Regions from separate parts of the Hordeum vulgare genome. Here all the other regions are linked to region 3. Evidence: chromatin contacts called from public Hi-C data. All regions are on one chromosome and are shown on one strand. Each heading gives the region's core, a stretch centred on a gene start, on an enhancer-like site or on the middle of the called end of the contact. The rest is flanking DNA. Distances are from core to core; before and after follow the strand shown.

Region 1 (2,700 bases), core at 201-2,700, 380 kb after region 3:
TGACAGCTCTGCGCGGCAGATCATAAGATACAAGTGACCAAAGTTATCGATCGATTATTAGTTGGCGATTGTACTGAAATGGCTAGATTAAGATTTCTATGTGAAGTAATGAATTTGCTCGTCTGACCACCAGCTAGGACACACACATATACGGAGTAGAGAGTACCGTACTACCATGGATCGAAAACTCATCAATATTTGCTGTGCTACAGTGTGCGTGCGATTTAACAAGTTCGATCCACCACGATAAGACTGTATTGTTCTTGATTAGCTATGCTCAACAACACAAGGGATCGAGTGAACTTGACAAATGAATGAACATCCGATGTCGATGAATATACTTTGCGTGTACACGAGAACAGATCTATACCACATATATACAGAGAGCAACTCAAACATATAGTGAATTTGAAGTCTATCAATGGTACTTGTCATTCTTGAATGTTTGGACAAGCAGGGAGGAGAGGGGCATGCATGCATCTCACAACAACGAGCGAAAAAAGAAGGAGAAAACGAGATGGTCAAATGTGTGACGAAGAGAACCAAGTGGGGAGAAAAAAATGCTCACGCGCCGAAGAAACACACATCCATCCCACCCCGGGAAAAAAGGATCGATCGCATCCTGGGAGGTGGAGGAGGTCTCACGACACGGCGGCGAGTTTCTCGGCGGTCTTGGCCAGCGACTGGAGATTGCACTTGACGATGGTGTCGATGAACACGCGGGTGTCATCGATCGTGTTACCCGCCGGCACGTCCACGACGTAGGACTCCACGACGACGGTGGCGCTGGACGGCGCGGCCGGGGATGGGTGGACGGTGGTGACAGAGAGGTAGTTCTTGAGCCGGTGCTCGCCGCCGACGACGCGGAAGCTGAGCACGTGGCTCTCGTCGTCCAGGATCTCGAGCCGCTCGCGGCTGGACGCCGCGGGGAGGCCCGACACGACGTGCACCTCGCGGAGCGTGCCCACGCCGCCGTCGCCGGCCACAAGAGCGCAGCTGCGCACGAACCGCTTGTACGCCTGCGGCTGGTCGAACCGCCGCACCACGGACCACACCGCCGCCGCGGGCGCCGCCACGTGCTGCACCACCGCGGAGCAGCACTGGCCGGACCCCGGCTCCGCGTGCTCGTGGTGCCGCGCCACCTCCGCCGGGACCTCGCAGTCGTGCTCCCCGCACCTCATCCCTGCCGTCCCGGCCGCGGCCACGACCGCCTCCGCGCCGCACCCCATGCCGACGCCGACGCCGACGCCTGCTAGGACTCGGTGGTGGTGGTTGTGGTGCTGGATGCTGGGGCTGGACGCCGGGATGCACGGCATGGTGCGTCGAGTCTCGGTGATCTCCCTGGCGCTCGCCGTCCTTTTCTTGCCGTGTGCTGCCGGCCGGTGGAATTTCTTTCGAAGGTAGGGTTGGGGAGGAGGCTGATGGGGGTAGAGGCGTATATATATAATAGACCCAGTGAGGCAGAAGCAACTTGTTCTTTTTTTAGAACGTGAGCCAACTTGCTCAGCTTGCAAAAATGTATATCTCCACTTGTGTTTTCCCAATGCATACTTGCGTCTGCTCTTTGTTTAGTTAACTGATTGATCGTACTCCAAAGGGTTTAAATTCCGGAGCAAATTGGCCAACTTGCATGGAGGAGGTTGTCCTTTGATCTGTTCAATTAATTGGTTTCCTTTTAATTTTGGAGCAAATTGGCCAACTTGCAGGAAGCGACCGGCCCCGGCCTCTTGCTTGTTTCATCTGCTCTCCATTATTACACTTGCTAGTAAAGCGGACTAAACCACACCCACACGAACATGATGGTTAATGATTATTAAATTTCATTATTTCACCATTATACTGAGGCAATACGATCATTCTTACGAGCTAGACCGATGTATCGCAATATTGAGTGTGTCTAACTCTCATTTAGAAGATAAATAACTACATTATGTTTTATTTAACTCCTAAGCCGGCCGGCTGGGTTGCTTGGATACGATGAACTCGAGATTTTTCCTACTTAATGATACGATTGGCCAGGCACAGGCAAAAATCCAAGTCTGCTTCCAGACTCATCTGCTCCCGTTGATAAAAATTATATTAAAATATATATATATATATATATATATATATATATATATATATTTGTGTGGTAGATATTTTGGTGCGTGAGTTTCGTTTTAAATTTAATTTTATTTAGACATCTAAACATATCTCGACAAAAATGACAAATCGGATCAGAACAACTCGTAAACAGTAGATTTTTTTTACAGACCTTGATTTTTTGTTTGTGAGAGCTGCTCAGATGTTTAAATAAGTTAAAATTTAAAGCGTTCTTCACGCATTAAATTATTTATCACATATTTTTTGAAAATTTTCTAGTATTTTTTTTCATGAGCGCAGGTAAATCCGAGAGAAGAAACACCGCTCCGGGGTAGAGGTAAGTACTCCTGATGAATAAAGCAAGTTGGTTGCAATGAGGTTATCCCTCCCCACTATGCTGTGCTGTGCTGCGCTTGCCCTGGATGCCCATTCCTTTCCCTGTCGATCGCCCCTCTTGCCCTATCCCGTTGCTTTCCATCGTCGTGATCGTTCTCCTCTTTACGATTATTATTATTAGGGATCATTAACAGCGGTATAATAATAGTTAAACGCTACATGGGGGCATGCCGCACGCAAGTTGGCACGGCCGTCGACTCGTACTCGTGCCCCGCCCTTTTC
Region 2 (2,700 bases), core at 63-2,562, 490 kb after region 3:
CGCCGACTTTGACATGCTCCTTGCTGGATCTCGAGACAGTCGAGCAAAAGGGTGGGAAAGAGAGGGAACTTTGAGATCTCCTCCTCCGGTCTACCAATGCCAACACCGACTCCAACACCCTTCTCCCAGAAGCACCGTCCCCACTCAGCCGTAGGAATTTTACCACCGGGAAAATTTTTCTCAGCAACTCGGACTAAATACAGACTACCTTCGAGCATTGCCACTCTGGCCACCCCCAAGAACACCGTCACCAGAATTAGAGGTCGTGAAGGGATTTTTGAGCCGCTCTATGCACCCAATTCACGCCTCCGCCAAGAACCAACTGGCTGTAGATACCAATTGTCAGGATCCGAACTGTTCTAAGCTAAACAGGGTAGTTGATCTTAGGACAAATCCGAGAAATTGATGTAGGGTTTATATTACTCAAAAGGGAAAAGTAAGGATAGCTCGCCACCGGTGTTTAGGGTTTATACCCAAGTGCATATTACATGATCCAAATTGAAGGAGATCAATGGGGCTTTATAGCCATTACACGCTAAGGTGGAATCAAAAGCAAAGGAGCCCACATGCTCTTGCCCGAAAGTAAACACCGACGGGACGATGATCAGGATCCGTTAGATGACACATCAACGACACAGAGACGACTCGAGTGGCGAACCCTTATGGACGCGTGTGAGCCACTGGATGGCAGTTCGACGGTGCAGATGCATACTGGCACGTAGGAACAGGGGAAGGTTATCTCTGTAGCCCGATCTCATCTAGGGATGGCAATGAGTACCCATTATCCACGTACCTTGTGGGTAAAAGCTCTATTAGGGTAAGGACATGGGACAAAAACTTACCCATGAGTATATAAACAAGAAAATCTGAAACCCATCGGGTAGAGCGAGTACGGGTATGGGATCATGTAACCCATACCCATATATCCATGTACCCATATAAAATCTATGTAAACTCAAAATTATCTCTACAATCTACACTATGCCAATAATTTATGAATTTAAAGTGTATGTCTATGTGTTGTTGTTTATGACTATATGATGTTGTTTTACAATTATGTGTTGTAGTTATAATCTATCTTTGTAAACTATATGATACAATGCATTTTATAACTATAAGTTGTTTAAATTGATGTTTTGCAAATATGAGTAATTTTATCCGCGGGTACCCGTCTACCCTACCAGGTAACGAGTATGGAGAAAAAATATACCCGTTCACGGGTATGAATAAGGGTAATGGACAATATCATATGGGGCAGGTAAGGATATGGAGATGCTCCACTCGTACCCATACCTAGGGGTGCCATCCCTAATCTCACCGGCTCGCTGACGCCGTCGCCGCCTGCCTCGCTGGCAGACGCCCAACATCCGTCCCTACCCGGTGCCACCTCGCCTGCAGCCCAGTCCGCACTCGGCACGCCTCACTACTCTGTCTCGCAGCTCCCACCCAAATGCTTTCCCGTCTCCTCCCACGCGGCCACCACCGTCGCCTCCTCCAAACCCTACAACCGGCAGCCGCCGCCGCGGGTGAACTCCACCAGAGGTTGTGCTCTACCGCGGCGGCATCGAGCCCAAGCCTTTCGATATGGCGGCGGAAGAAGGAGATGGGGAAGGAAGGCCTTATGGCGGTCGCGCAGCTCAAGCGGCTCGCTGCGCTACCCCCTGCCGGAGGCCACCAGAGGCTGGTGGAGTACATGAAATTGCATGTGTCTCGACTCCTCCGTACGGACCTCCTCGCTGTCCTCGCTGAACTGCTTCGCCAGGACCACGTCCTCCTCTCCATGAAGGTACCGCTTCCACCCCCGATAAGTCTGCTCGCGTTTCTGTTTCTTTTGCGAATACATCTAGCTTGTTATTGCCTTTTCTCTAGTACTCTCGCCCTAATTGAGAGTTAAACTAATAATTATGCTGCTGTTTGAGGCAAATGGGTCTTATATGGGGTTGCAGTGGTGTTGAACTGTTGATTGTCAAGTTATGTGCATATGGATGTAGGAAATTAGTGGTTCAGATATGTTATCAACACCGAAATGGCTTCCACTCTACAGTTCTTCGGTTGCATGATTGGGGACTAGAGGATCCAACTCTTTAATTGCACCTAAGAAACCTGTGACTTTTTAATCACAGGCCATGATTCATAAAGCTGTTGTATGCAGAAATATATCATGCATATGTTTTATGTACTGGTTAGGACTGATCGATGAACTGGTTAGGTGCATAAACTTGCAACCAAGAGGTTCAGAGTTCAAAACTGGCTGGTGTGTGGCCCACCTTTCCTCATCAGCTTGAGCTTTTGGGTGGGGCAACTAAATTGCAGCCCACTTTCGGTCCATGTTTAGGCCTGAGGGAGCCACACGTGAGGGGGAGTGTTGACGTATAAATGCATAGCCCACCTTTCCTCATGAGCTTGAGCTTTTGGGTGAACTGGCTGGTGCGTGCTGTTCTACATCGTCTATGGTAACACAATACCAAGACTTTGCGAGTTGTCGAGAGCACTTGCGTGCATTCCGATCCTCATGGCGAGATACAGGAGCATCCACGATCAATGTGTGTCATAACAAGGCTGCATGCTCCGCCAGAAGGGGCAAAAATTGGAGCAATGCAAGCCGAGAGAGCGCCGACGAACACAAACATTGATTGGGAGCTTTGCCACAGGAAATCAGAACAATTAGCAAGCTGCAAAGGCACCTTGCGCCACCTTTGA
Region 3 (2,700 bases), core at 77-2,576:
AAATACAGTGGGGGCGAAGTGAAATTCAGAAACCTGACTGATCACTGTTGAGTTCAGCTTTTCTTTTGGTCCATCGATGCAAAGATTCAGCAAGTCGTAGCTACATTCAAAATTAAACAAGCATGAGCATTGTCGTTTTTCCATTTGGAATTGTTATGGACACTTGTTAACATTAAAGCGTAAGTTTGCTAGGGGGAGCAACAGGTAAATCGCATCAGAGGTTTGTAGATACCCAAGTATATCATTTGCCTTATCAAATAGTTCTGCAGCTGCTCGAACATTAAGAGCTTCTTTACCCATTCCAACAGCCTGAGCACCCTGAGAGGAAAACAAAGCATAAACACACATAAATGAGGCAGTACACACGATGCACATGTATTTGAACTCAAATTATGTGTGGCTCATGAAAATTGCCCCACAAGGGAAATGCCTCACTCTAACTAAAATAATCTCCTACAAGAACCTAATACCTAATCTCTCAAGGCCAAAACATGATCCACGTCAACTGAAGCAGTGAAGTGATCTTTTCCCCATTCGTACAACTAGCCAAGTAAAAATGAACACTTCCCATTGCCTAATATGTACTCCCCCGTCCCAAAATAAGTGACTCAACTTTGTACTAACTTTGTTCTAAAGTTAATACAAAGTTGAGTCACTTATTTTGGGACAGAAGGTGTAGTATATACTCCTATATCCCTTCAGATTTGCCATCTTTGCCAGATATTTTACTCAGCATGATAGGAGTGCCAATTTTTATTTCAAAATTTAAACACCTTCGCACGAATAATTGCATAACGATCACCATTCCTGCAACTTAGCTGGCTGTCATAATGCCATGCGTGTACCAGACACATCAGCTAACGAGCGAGAAGAGGCCGCCTCGCCTCGACTTGTACCTGGCCGGGGAAAAGGAACGCGGTGGTGGGTTTGTAGTCGGCGAAGAGCGTGTCGGCGCCTGCTGCCACTGCCGATCCGACAGACACTCTAGTGGAGACCCGAGATCTGAACGGCGCCCTCAGGGTCGTCGCCGGGCTCGGCGCCGACGGCCTGAGCAAGGCGAGCGTGGAAGCCATCGGAGATTCCGAGCGGAGGCGGCGAGGAGAGAGGCGTGGGAAGCGAGGAGGGCGGAGGAGCATGCGAGTGCGGCCGCGCACTTTGTAGCTTGGGTGGATGGCTTGCTGGCGAGTAGCGAGGCGGGGGGAGGCGGAGGCGGAGGCGGAGCTCACGAGGTGAGGAGCGAGAGCGAGAGCGATACGCGAGAGGCTGTGTGGGCCTCTAGCAAAGGCCGCTTGTGTTAGCTGGGGTGGGGGTGACTACTGTGGGCTCGTTTCAACTTTCTCCCTCACAGCTGTGTTTTCCCCTTCGACTCAAAAAAAGCTGTGTTTTCCCCTAAAAAACAAATCAGGGCTGTGTTTGCCCTAAAAAAATCAGAGCCGTCTTTATTTTTTGGAACAAAATTCTACTTTATTTATTAAGCTTCGATCAAAGGTTACATCACATAACAAAAATATGTCGTCTCATTGTAATAGAGGCCGCCTAAGAAAAAAGAAATTAGCCCAGTAAGAAGTTCACCTATCCATTCATTAATACTGCCAAATTTAGTCATCTCTGTCGGTTCATGATCGGTATAATTCTCTTCTTTATGGCAATGCATAAATAAATCTTGCACAAAATCACACGTTAGATGATAGGAGTCGTCGAAGATAGAGGCAACTATCACATACAATCATCCTTCTTCATTCATCGTTGAAATCACCTCAAAATTATCAAAGTTGCTAATTGATATGTTGCACCCAAATGAATGGGCAAGGTACATGCTAAAGAGAAGAACATTGGCTTCGGACAAGGCAACATCGAGGCAACCTTGAATTTGCTTTTACAAGAGATGATAATGTATCCCTTATTATCTCCGAGAGCATCACCAGCCGGCGCACACATGGGATAATTATCAAAGGTAACATCTACATTTAACTTTATTGTACCTTCCGGGGATTGATCCAGCCACATATTTTCTTCTTGGTATTCAGGAAGTGATGGCTTGAAAATTCGCCATTAGAGTTTGGACTCAAGAAACTATCATATTAAGGTTGTCTACATATTCATCACGAGTAAGTTTTCTCCTTCGAGACCTGTTAGGTCATATTTCTCCCTTATTGGTTTTGATGATTGATGACAATGTAATTTGCGGACTAATCGTGTGCACTAGGAGTTTCAGATATTATGTCATGGCATGAGACGGTTTGTATCCTCTCGGTGGTAAAGAGTGAAGACAGTTGTCTCTGTTAATTTCATTCTCGATGGTTTTGAGTCATAGGACAAACATACTATTAAGGGGATCTGCATTGGAAAGGTATGGGTGAAATCATCACATACACAACCTTTTTCGCACCCACATATTCCTTTCCGCTTTCCGGAGCTCCTTGACTGTTTTCTGTGGAGTAGTCAGTTGCTTTGAAGCGGTAGTACCACCCTACGGTAGTACCACCGGGCACCACTGTGCTACTGCCGTTTGGTGAATTCCAAAGTGTGCAACCTTTTGTTGCCAATTTCCTAGATCGCAATAGTTGTCCGATAATAGCACGACGGTACCGTGGAAGCGGTACTACCGCTCTACTACCTCTTTAGGGTTCCCCCCTTTGCATATTTTTGTCTCCATTTCATCTCAAGTGGTAGTAGAGCGGCACTAGAATGGTATTACCG

The links. Hi-C and Micro-C count contacts between places; a contact is called where the count stands out from the background.
Region 1: a contact with region 3 is called in a Hi-C map of leaf, with 3 times the contacts expected there. The contact joins the promoter of LOC123446581 here to the promoter of LOC123448873 in region 3. A contact is called at or near these places in 3 of 6 Hi-C or Micro-C datasets (all in leaf) and 1 of 1 datasets of contacts at active chromatin or transcription factors (embryo).
Region 2: a Hi-C map of seedling shows a contact between it and region 3, with 3 times the contacts expected there. The contact joins the promoter of LOC123448872 here to the promoter of LOC123448873 in region 3. A contact is called at or near these places in 3 of 6 Hi-C or Micro-C datasets (leaf and seedling) and 1 of 1 datasets of contacts at active chromatin or transcription factors (embryo).

What each region holds. Positions count from the first base shown.
Region 1 is chr4H:442,971,596-442,974,295 of MorexV3_pseudomolecules_assembly, reverse strand. It overlaps LOC123446581 (abscisic acid receptor PYL4-like), which reads right to left and starts at 1,450. Exons shown (of 1, transcript XM_045123158.1): 1 at 312-1,450. The coding sequence starts at 1,316. The coding sequence ends at 642.
Region 2 is chr4H:442,860,052-442,862,751 of MorexV3_pseudomolecules_assembly, reverse strand. LOC123448872 (pentatricopeptide repeat-containing protein At1g62350) reads left to right here and starts at 1,312. Exons shown (of 2, transcript XM_045125902.1): 1 at 1,312-1,786. The coding sequence starts at 1,451.
Region 3 is chr4H:443,354,364-443,357,063 of MorexV3_pseudomolecules_assembly, reverse strand. LOC123448873 (malonyl CoA-acyl carrier protein transacylase) reads right to left here and starts at 1,326. Exons shown (of 10, transcript XM_045125904.1): 1 at 897-1,326; 2 at 233-318; 3 at 34-100. The coding sequence starts at 1,136.